Regions from separate parts of the Mus musculus genome. Here region 2 is linked to region 1. Evidence: chromatin contacts called from public promoter capture Hi-C data. All regions are on one chromosome and are shown on one strand. The core of a region is the stretch at or near the end of the contact, and the rest is flanking DNA. Distances in the headings are between cores, read along the strand shown.

Evidence for each region. Promoter capture Hi-C pulls out the DNA fragments that hold promoters and counts their contacts.
Region 2: a contact with region 1 is called in a promoter capture Hi-C map of pre-B cells, with 5 times the contacts expected there. The contact joins the promoter of D930007P13Rik here to the promoter of Krt18 in region 1. A contact is called at or near these places in 2 of 39 promoter capture datasets (liver and pre-B cells).

Annotation. Positions count from the first base shown.
Region 1 is chr15:102,024,659-102,030,302 of GRCm38.p6, reverse strand. Krt18 (keratin 18) reads right to left here and starts at 2,087. Exons shown (of 7, transcript NM_010664.2): 1 at 1,629-2,087; 2 at 755-837; 3 at 324-480. The coding sequence starts at 2,024.
Region 2 is chr15:103,144,542-103,150,185 of GRCm38.p6, reverse strand. D930007P13Rik (Riken cDNA D930007P13 gene) reads left to right here and starts at 3,358. Exons shown (of 7, transcript NR_045743.1): 1 at 3,358-3,872; 2 at 4,586-4,671.

The DNA of each region.
Region 1 (5,644 bases), core at 838-3,337:
CCTTTGCCTCCAACTCAGGGTCTTACTCACACAATCTCTGTTTTACTAGACTAAGACAGGATGGCATTGAACTCAATCCTCCTGTCTCAGCTTTCCAGGAGGTAGTGATGCACAAGCCAGGCCTTAACTGGCTTAATGTTATCTTGACTCTCAATAGTGTAACTTAGGTGAGCCATAGAACATGTGTGAGCCAATGGCTCTGCTCTTAATCAAAACAGGCTAACAGCCGGGGCTTCTGCTTCCATGCTAGGCTGCTTTGGGGGCAGCCTGGCCCGCCTAGTCTTGGCCCTTAGCTCCTAGGCCTGGTCAGTGGCCCGGCTTACCTCTTCATGATTCTTCTTCATGAACAGAAGTTCTTCCTTGAGTGCCTCGATTTCTGTCTCCAGCTGCAGCCTTGTGATGTTGGTGTCATCTACCACCTTGCGGAGTCCATGGATGTCGCTCTCCACAGACTGGCGCATGGCTAGTTCTGTCTCATACCTGAAGGAGTGGAGGTGATCAGAGGGCCTGAACCTTCTCAACCAGTGCCACCTCCATAGACTAGCCCCGTGCCCACCATAAACAGTCACGGAGTCATTCCCTTAGCACGATTCTTGGCCTTGGAGCGTTTGCTTAAACTGGGCTGCACAGATGAAGAGCTAACTCAGTAGTCAATGAACCCTAACCTGAATAAACTTCGGAAAGGAAGGAACCCTACTCTAATACAGTTCTGGGAGTAGGCCATTCTTAGCTCCAGCTGCAGCCCCGGACTTACTTGACTCTAAAGTCATCGGCGGCAAGGCGGGCATTGTCGATCTGCAAGACGATGCGGGCATTGTCCACAGAATTCGCAAAGATCTGGGTGGATTAAAGTGGAGAGAGTCGCTTTGAGAGTTCCGGGTCACATGAGGGTGTGTGTGTGTGTGTGTGTGTGTGTGTGTGTGTGGAGAAGTGGGGGATGAGAAAACACGTCTTGTGTTTCAGTGAATCCATCCCAGTCCCAGGAACAGTCAGAGGCGTGTATTTCTGTCTTCCCTTCCCACCTGAGCCTCCTCTCCCTTCCTGGATTCCTTGCCCCTCTGCCAGGGCCTGCACTATCTGGATTGCTTACAAAAGAGCAGCTTCCAACAAGATTTCTCTGATCCTCTCCTGGCATCTTCTCCAGGTGCACCTGCTAACCCCCCCCCCCCCCCCCGTCCTGGGACGCGCCCCCCCCCCCCACTTGTCCCGCTGGCCCCTCCTACAGGTAAGCTCCTGTTTACTCCTAGATGACTCAGCCTTAGCCACATCCGCTTAACCCTCTAACTGTTCCTACTGGAAAAGAAGTGAGTGTCTGAGTTCATTTTATGATTCCCCCACACACACCTTTTTATTTTATTTTTTTTCCAATCCTGTTCTCTTCCCACTACACTGCTTGGGGGAAGCCGGCTCGCGTGTGTAACCACTACGCTTGGAATTCCTACAGGTTGTGGGTGAGAGTCCAGAGTATTCCTAACTCCGTCCCATAGAGTGTGTGTGGGGGGATGTGGTGAATGTGGAAAGAGTGGAGGGAGTCAACAGCCCACACTCTATTCAAGTTTGGGGGTGTGGGCACACTGGATAGACAGAACAGCCCGGAGCTACTGCCCCTCCCCCCTTAGGCCCCTTACCTGAGCCCTCAGGTCTTCGATGATCTTGAAGTAGTGGCCCCAGTCTCTGACGCCCTGGGGCCCCTTCTTCTCCAGATGTTCCCGGATTTTGCTCTCCAGTCTCCTGTTCTCAGTTTCCAGGCTCTTCACCTTGTCTAGGTAGCTGGCCAGGCGATCGTTCAGGTCTTGCATGGTCTCCTTCTCGGTCTGGATTCCACCCATTCCCGCCAGGCCTGCGGACCCCACAGAGCCACCCCAGACAGAGCGGGACACGGATATCCGGGACCCGGAGCCCCCAGCACCTGCATAGACGCTGGCTGCGCTGCTGGCAGGCCGGACCCGCTGGCTGGGAGTTCGCACAGAGCCCAGGGACCGGTAGTTGGTGGAGAAGGTGGTGGAGCGAGTTGTGAAGCTCATCTTGTCTGGAGAGGAGAGCGAAGCGAGAGACCAGAACAGGAGTTCCGCCGCGGAGGGTGGCAGTCCTCGACCTGTTGTTATATCGCCGCGGGAGGAGGTAGGGACCTCCCCCAGCAGGCCACGCCCCAGCCACCGGAGCCGGGGGCGCCAGGATCGGGATTCCTGTGACCTAACAGGTCGCAGCCCTTCTCCACTTCTGCACACGCCCTCAGCATACCTGCCATCCTCACCGACACAGGGAGTGGATAACTAAGGGGTGCACAAAGGATAGCAGGTGGTGTTAGCCCCTGAGTGTCTGTTTTCAGGGCAAAAAATGGCGTTTTAAATATCCGTTTATTCCGGGCGTGGTGGCGCACGCCTTTATCCCAGCACTTGGGAGGCAGAGGCAGGCGAATTTCTGAGTTCGAGGCCAGCCTGGGCTACAGAGTGAGTTCCAGGACAGCCAGGGCTACACAGAGAAACCTTATCTCGAAAACAAACAAACAAACAAACAAACAAACAAACTCCATTTACACAGACAGAAGAGGGGTTCACTAGGGTGAAGATTTTGTGGCATGTCGCCAGCTTAAGTCTGGGGGCAGTCCTAGAACCCCAGGAATCCTGGGGAAAGAAAATTGGGAGCTCAAAAAGAAGAGAAACACGAACCTGAGGGCAGGTCTCTTGGTTTTTCTGCTCCGGCCCCATGGTTCCAAGACACTGCTGTGGCTCCATAGGGAACCGTGGAAATACATATCCTCAAACGCGTGGGTACACATGTCCTCATTCAACTCATTCCCTGGAGGCTTTATCGGGGCCTTTGTGATTATGTAGAAGAGGTATCCCTATGTCTGGACACCTACCATTTACCTCCTCCTCCTCCTCCTCCTCCTCCTTCTTTTTTGAGACAGGGTCTCATGTAGCTCGGGCTGGTCTTGAACTTTCCATGTAGCTGAGGATGGCCTTCAACTCCTGATCTTCCCGTCCCACTTTTGAAGTGCTGGGATCCCAGGCATGAGACTCCATCACTTTCAGGTTACAGGGTGCTGAGGACCAAACCCAAGGCCTCATACTCCTCAGGCAGACCACTTTACCAGCTGAGAACACAGCCAACCCAAGAGCACATAGATTTAACCAGTATTTGCTAGACACCTTCTAGTAGCTATGGGAACAGCAAGGAAGAGAGAACCACTGTCCTTCCTGTAGATTATACTGTGTCTGGACAGGTTGGGGTCTGAGTCCATAGACCAGATATGTAGAAACAGCTAAGTTTGAACCAGATTGCCTGCCTCTCCATCCCCCACCTCAACCTCTGCCACCCCCTTGCATCTGTCCCCTTCTCCTGCTCCCCGGGCCTTTTCTTCGGTCCTTCCTGGTCAATTTTTATAATGCTTTCTGGCTTTCCAGCTTGTTTTCTGGGGGAAAGAGCCCCTCTGCACCCCCGCACCCCCTCCTCGCCAGCTGGATGACCACTCCTGCTGAATGAGGAGGGAGAAACCCTGAGGTTGGAATCGGTCAGCACCAGGAGCCCGTTTTTCCGGCAGGACTTGGTGTTTGCTATACCTGTGGCCATGCTCTTTGCTCTGGAGTGGACCTATTGATCCTTATCGAGCGAGCGGCCAGCTGAACTGACTGTGTGAGTGCGAGCACACAGAAAAGTAAAATCAGAAGAGCAAGGGGGAGGGGGAGGGGCTACGAAGAACCTAGGTCAGCAGATCAGACTAGAGGGAAGCAAACACAGGGCTGATGCATGCTGGGTGTGATGGATTGTTCGAAGCCTGCCTCCTTCTGGACCGGAAAACCTCAGCGACTCCGTGGGACTTGGCTGGGGAGCCTGGGTGTTGCCAGAGACAGCCAGGCAAATGGAATGCAAAATAACATACAAACAAATGCCCACTGGCTTTGCCTAAAAGCTCCTGGGGAGGGGGTGTGTTTGGAGATCCCAGGCTTTCAATTTTACAAACTCTCCCCCCCCCACCCCCCCCACCCGAGTTCCACAATTGCTCTATTTTATAGAACTATACAATGAAGTGTACCGATGGGCAACTTTTCGCTGTTTTTAAGCTTTACGTTTGTTATCCAACTTGGATACTTTGCTGGTTGGGTGACTTCAGAAAGTCACTAAACTGAACTTCCGTTTTGTTTTTCACTTCTATGGGTAGAAGAAAAAAAAAAAAGAATCGTTTGTCTATCTTCTAGGAGGCAGTGCACGGGAATGTTAATACAGCACTCACTGCTGAAGAAATAGGAGTTACTTATTGCAGAGTGAGGCCTCCGTCAGGAGGGGACGGGAAGGAAGCTTCAAGTCACCGCCAACCACTGGTGGACTTTCAGTTCTTTCAGTAATGACTAGAAGACCCTAGAATTCTTCTTTAAGCCCCTGGGTAGATCCTGCTTTGATCCTGCCACACCCCTGCAGTGCTGGTCCGTCTGTGGTGGGAAGGTTTGCTGTGTGGCCGAAGAGCTGCAGTATCTCCTTATCTCACAGCTAACGTAGATGGTCGCATTCCTGACCTCTTGCGGCATCCGAGCAAATACCGACCTCCAGAGTCCGGTGCCAGCTTGCCCTTTTCCCAGCAGTACCTGATTTTTCTGGAATCGGGCCTTAAAGCTCGGCCTGACAGGCTTTAGAAGGGTTGGGGAGAGTGGCGTGAGGGAATAGTTTCGATCCAAGATCCCCGGGGCTGGGCCTCGGGGCTGTGGGTGGCCAGGTGAAGAAGGGGATGGAGCAGTAGCAAAGCCAGGCCGGGGGATGGGGGTTGGGGGGAAGGGAAGAGCGAGGCGGCCAGCCAAGGAGCTTTCAGAACAAAGACCAGAAAAGAGGAGGTTGAACCGTGGGGTGAGGAGTGGACTGGGGGGAATGTCTGGGGTTGGGGGAAGAAGGAAGTGGACCTTCCCCCAGGCCCTGCATTCCCTCATCCCGCAGAAGGGGAGGGAACTTGCACTGCAGGTTTAACTAGGAGAAAGCTCAACGGGCGACACAGGGGTGGGCTGCGGCTCCCTCCCCTCAGGCCTCCTCTCCCACTCTGATATGCACTCTCCTACCAGGAGCTACAGCCATGCTCCGTGCAAACTAGATAGTGGGAGATTAGAGGATTAGAGAGGATTGTGAGGGTCTGGAGTCAGTTGGTCCAGAGATTGTTATCAGTCAGGCTACTCCCCCCTCCACCCCATCCCCCCAATCCCTGCCCAGCTCTGAGGAAGTGTTCAGAAAGTCATTCCAGGTCTGTGTGGAGGGTCTCTGCCAGTTCCACCATCTTTCTTGGAGCACACTATGTGGTCCAGATTGGCCCTGGAACTCAGAGATCAGTCTCTGGGTCGTCAGGAGTTCGGGGAATAACAGGGGTGTGCCCTGTGATTATTAATCACTTTTGAGACAGTTTCAAAATGTTGCCCAGGCTGGCCCTGAATATATGATCCTCCAGAGAGCTGGGGTTACAGCCCGAGCCTCTCCTTGAAGAACTAAGTGACTCAGGTTGGAGAAAATGGGAGATGAGGTAGGGGAGAGTTTTAGAGATAAGGAGACTCAAGTCTCCCTCAGAGCAGGTGGCTGGAAGAATGAGGTGGAACTAAGGGTAGAATGAGTTTGGTGCAGAATGGGCTTGGAGGGGCAGCTCAGCAAATGGTTTGGGTTTAATCAGTTA
Region 2 (5,644 bases), core at 2,109-4,608, 1.1 Mb before region 1:
GTAGAGGTCAACGGTTTGCAACCCTGCTGTGAATCAGAATTAACCATGGAGGTTCAGAAAAATTCAGGTCTCTCTGCTTTACTTCAAGAGATTTTGATTTGAGAGGCCGGAGTGAGGAGCCTCCTGCTGGGGTTTAAACAGAATCTAGATCTCCCTATGCTTCCCTTATGCAACTCAGGTTAACTCTCTAAGGTACTCATGGGGCCCTGAGGCCAGGAGAAGGGGTCTTACCCCCCCCCTTTCCCTAAGCTAGTAAGGGAGGGTCCACGTGCCAATCCACGACCATCAGTTTATGTAGTGTCATTGTGTTTGCCCTGTGATGGAGTTTAGGTTCTGATTTAGAGGCTTAGAAGTTCTTACTCTAATACATATTCTCTCTCTCTCTCTCTCTCTCTCTCTCTCTCTCTCTCTCTCTCTCTCTCTCTTTCTCTCTCTCTTTCTCTCTCCATAGAGGCCAAAGCTGTGCTTGGTTGGGGTGCTAATGCTTCTGAGACTGAGGGGTAGAGTGGGCCGGGGAAGAAAGAATCCACTCACCTCTTTTTCCCCCCAAACAGAATGGCTTAAAGGGAGACTGGGATGAAGCCCACTGCATGGGCTCTTACTTTTCTTCCATGTGCTGTGTGTCGTCACTGCGCATGCTAGGCACTGCAGGGGTGGGGCTGGGGGGCGGGAATGAGATAACCCTTTGTCTTCACAGTGTTCACTGTCTAGTGTATCTAGAGATACAAGCATATACTTTATAGGATAGATCAAGCTGAAAGCATGATGTGAACAGGTCGTTCACACAGCATTCTGGACATTCCTTAGACAGATGGGTGTGTGTACTGATGGGATAGGGCAGCTTAACAATAAGAGAGACTTGGTAACTTCCCTTCTCTGTGGTCAGATGCTTTTCTGCCCTGACTGCCATGGGCTAGGAAACAAGTTGACGGTGTGTGTGTGTGTGTGTGTGCTCAGAAGGATTCAGGCAGGAGCCAAATATTGGGCATATCTCCATGGAAGATGGGAAGTAGGGTTTGCTCTCTGTAAGAAGACCTTGTTCTAGTAGCTACTGGGGTGGACACAGTGTCAGGGAGTGTTATGGTACTAGATGAAAGGCTGGTCTGTAGTCGTAGACTGCCCACTCAGCATGTATAAAGGCCAGGGTTCACTCTTCAGCCCTCTCCAAAACATTTTATTAAAAAAACAAAACAAAACAAAATAAAAAGGTACTGGAGGGGGCTGGAGAGATGGCTCAGTGCTTAAGAGCACTGACTTCTCTTCTGGAGGTCCTGAGTTCAAATCCCAGCAACCACATGGTGGCTCACAACAATCTGCAATGAGACTGGATGCCCTCTTCAGGTGTGTCTGAAGACAGCTACAGTGTAGTTATATATAATAAATAAATAAATCTCTTTTTTTTGTTTGTTTTTGTTTGTTTTTCAAGACAGGGTATCTCTGTGTAGATCTTGGCTCTCCTGGAACTCACTCTGTCGACCAGGCTGGCCTCGAACTCAGAAATCCACCTGCCTCTGCCTCCCAACTGCTGGGATCAAAGGCGTGCGCCACCACTGCCCGGCTAAATAAATAAATCTTAAAAACAAACAAGCAAACAAACAACAACAACAACAACAAATGGTACTGGAAAGGCAGCTTGGTCATAGTTGAGGCCAAGAGCTAGTAGCAGAGTGGGAAAAAGAATAGAGATTAGAGCTTGTGGCCTATCTCAAACCAACTTTCAGCTCTCCTAGTGTTCCTATTTAGAATGCCAGTCCCTCTCCTTCCCTCCGATATTTCCCCAGAGAAGTAAATTCAACTGGAGCATGAGACATTGAGGTTAGACACATGGATCGACTGCCCAGCAATGGCCATCAGATGATGCAGAAATAAGTTGCTTAGGGGGAAACCAATTGCTTTTCTTTTCAGAAGCCTGATTGTCAGCCTGCCTGAACCTACACTTTAGCAGACAAGGTTGAATTAGCCTGTGTGTGAGGATACTTTCTCTTCTCTGATTGGGCCCTCATGCTCTCAGATACAATGCAAGCAGGTCAGCTGCAATAGAATCTCCCCCACCCCCACCCCCCCGTACATTTTGCCTGTTCTTCTGTCCCCACAGCCCCGCTCAGATCCTCAAGTCTCCGGGCCCTGCTCGCAGAAGGGATGGCGGAGAGCCCAGAATGGTCCTCTGCGGGGACCTGTGCCAAGCCAGGTTGCCATTTCCATTTTCATTAATTGAAGTGGCGTAATCCTGATCATCTCAGGTCAACAGTTAACTGTTGCTGGCTGGGAGCCTGTGGAGAACTGCCTATGCAGGACGTGCTCTCCTCCCTAACCTTAACCCTTGACCCTAACCTCCACGGTGCTGACTTCTTAGCTAGCTCCCCACCTCACACACATGGCCAACCTCACCTCTTGGGATTCCAGTTTCTATCCTCTCAGGAAGGCCCTCCTGGTGTCTATCTGCTATCCCGCTTGTTGTAATTGGGACTCAATTTTCTTTCTTTGTTCGGTTTAAAAAACATCCTTACAAATGCAGTTGCCTCTTGAAGCTTCCTGTGCTGTGGTTTGGGAGGACAGTATGTCGCTGAACAAAAGGTTTTGTTTTCCAACCCTGAATAGGCAAAGCAAATAGGTGGTGGTCTGGCTGAGTGTAAGAGTGAACACAGGCTTCCCTTCTTACTCAGCTTTGGGGAGGGTCTCTGCCTTACCCTATGAGGGTCATGCTTTGGCATCCTTTCTGCCCATGCTTGGCAGTGTCGCTTTGTGAGTGTCATTACCCCGGGAGAGGTCAGGTGATGTTTTGTCTTGCAGCATGAGTGTGTTAATACACATTTGTGTACTTCTGTGGTTCTAGGGACCATATTTGTTTGCCATTCTTAATCTTCCAGATGGACACTGGTATAAGTGAGTGTAGCCAATTTTTGCTGCTGCTATGTCTTTGTGCGTCTTCAGGATGTGTGTGTGTGTGTTCGTGCGTAGCCTCTTAGTTTTCAGTCTTCATAGGCTGATGTCTTTCTGAGTGTCCTCTGGCCGGGTTCAGAAGGGAGGGAGAGAAGCGTCGGAGGCAAAGGATTGGGCAGGAGGGGGTGCGTGGCAATCTGTGACTCGGAAAACAGACGTGCAGCGCGTGCGGGGCGGAGGCGGGGGCACTCTGGCCCCCAGCTCCTCCGCAATCCAATTAAATAACATTTAAATGCATAACCAGCCCGCGCGCCGATGAGGCTGGAGATTGGAGCGGGCGCGGCGGCGGGCTGCGCGGGCGGCGTTTTGTGGAGCTCAGCGATTCTGGCGGCAATTTCCCCGCGCCGCGCGGCTTTTACGAGCCCGCTCCCGGCGCCCGCCCGCTCCGCTGAGCCCGCCGCCTCCGCCCGCCTCAGTCTGCCTCCGCCCGCGCAGCCCGGCAGCGTGTGGTCCTGCTGCCCGCGCCGCCCCGCCTGTTCCTCTTCGGAGCTGTCCTGGGCTCCTTACTTCCAAAGCCTACCTACCTTAATCCTTTGGACAGAGCGCCCAGCCCTCAGTGCATTGCTGCTTTTCACCTGCTGGCTGCATCCACCTCTGACCTGGACCCCTTTTGGCCTGTGCAATTCCGCTCTATCTCTGGGTCACTGGCTCTGCACAGCTTGTGTTTCTCTCTGCCTCAGTTTACTCTCTTAGGCCTCCTGTGCCCTTTACCTTGAGCCCTTCCCTTTCCTCTTCAAGCCTACATCCTAGCACCAGAGTAAGAGGCTTGAAGGAGAGGCAGAAGGTGGTGGTAACAAGTGCATGGTTGGAAGAGGTGGCTTCTTCTCTGTATCCTTTCAGCATAGAAAGGACCGGCCTGTTCATTCAGGACCATCAGACGGCTCCTGTCCAGAAGTCCTGAGATTGATAGATGTGGGTCCATCAGCCCTGAGGTTAGTATGAAAGGGGCCACTTGCTGAAGAACCAAGAGCAGCCCCACCCCGAGATCCCTGATCTTCTGAAGACAGAATCCCAGGAAGACAGAAAGCAAGACAAGCCATTTCATGTCTTGTGTGGTACCCGACTCCCCTGTTTCATCTTCCCGTTCCCTCCCTTGCATATCTGTGTTCTGCCCCCCAACATATGGAACCTGGCATTTACCATATGCTGACGACCCAGGCAGATTTAGGGAAGATCTTTCCTGGCAGACAAACAGCAAGGGGAAACCCTCCTGCGAGCAGTCTGGCATGCTGGAGGAATGGCATTGAGGCCGGTATGGCTGGAGCAGGGAAAATAAGGAAGGGAATGAGCTGTGGCTTCTAAGAGGTCACAGAAAGCTAATCACGATCATGTGGGGACTAATGAGTCACAGCTAAACTTGCACTTCCACTCTGAATGGACAGGGAGCCATTGGAGAGTCAGGGCCTGAGAGTGATATGCATACTCCCCTTGACTACTCAATGCTGTCATGTTGAGAATGCAGTGGGAAACAAGGACGTCCAAGAGTGCACTGTAGCAGCAAGGAGAGAGTGGGGCCTGGATGAATGTTGCAGAGTCAGCTCGGGGTGGGGGTGGGGGGTGGTTGCGGTGAGTCAGATGGGAACCGTGGAAGCAGCATCATCAAGGAAAAACTAAGAGGTTTTTGTGTTGTTTTGTTTCCTACCAGTGACCAGAACATGGAACTTGTCATTACCTGGTATCATGGAATACCAAGGAGCTGGCATCAGGAGACATGCTTTGGACACATTTAGTGTGAGATGCCTGCTAAAGATCCAAGTAGAGGAGGCTCATGGGTCTTAGTTTCCTGTGAAGACTAGGCTGGCGATAGAGATTTAGGAGTCCTCAGTGATACTGGGTGTGATCCTTCAGGGGTCCAAAGACAAGAGCACAGATACTTCAATATTGCAACAGAATGGAAAAAAAAAAAAAACTGCTGAGGAGGATTTGGGGGAGAGATGTGGGATGAGGACTCTTGACTTGGCCATTCCTCATTCTGAGCAGCCCTCATTGGTCGTTTTCTATATGGTCCTGGCTTCATTCCCCTGGGAACTCTGCACAACAGCCACTCTGGGCACTTTGTGCCACTCACTGTTGACCAGGGCCTGCAAGATTCCAGATGCTCAGCCTTCTAGACCAGGAAAAACAGATCAATAGGGTCTGAAATCCTGCCTCCTCTTTAAAGCTTTGCCAATAGGGAAACTGAGGCCTTGAGAAACAGTTTGCTTGGGGACTCCTGCCAGCAAGCGACCAAGGCCCCTAGAGCAGAACTGAATGTTCCTTGTGTACCTGCACTGTCACAGGCAGCAGAGGGCTACTGAGCACAAGGCTACACCCATGAGACAGAGGCTCGAAGGAGACAACAGAGGCAGGAGATATTCTCACTCCTCAGAAACTTTCACTAAAGTGTCTTCAGTTCTTTGCTTTCATTCTTGGTGACTTCCCAGTGTGGTCTCTCCTCTCTACCCTAGATCCTTTTTGTCCTACAAACCTTACTCTGACCAGATCTTCTAGAACCAGTCCCAAGATCTTTAGATTGCTGATCCTGTCAGGTGGCTCAGGCCCTGAATGAACCCAACAGCCAGTCATCTTCTTCCTTTCTCCTGAGTTCTTAATACCCAGGCCAGTATGTATTCACATGATTCAGCCCTATTATCAAAATGTAACATAATTCTGAGCTACGGACTTCACTCTCTCCACTTGAAGAATTTCAGGCAAAGCTAGTTTT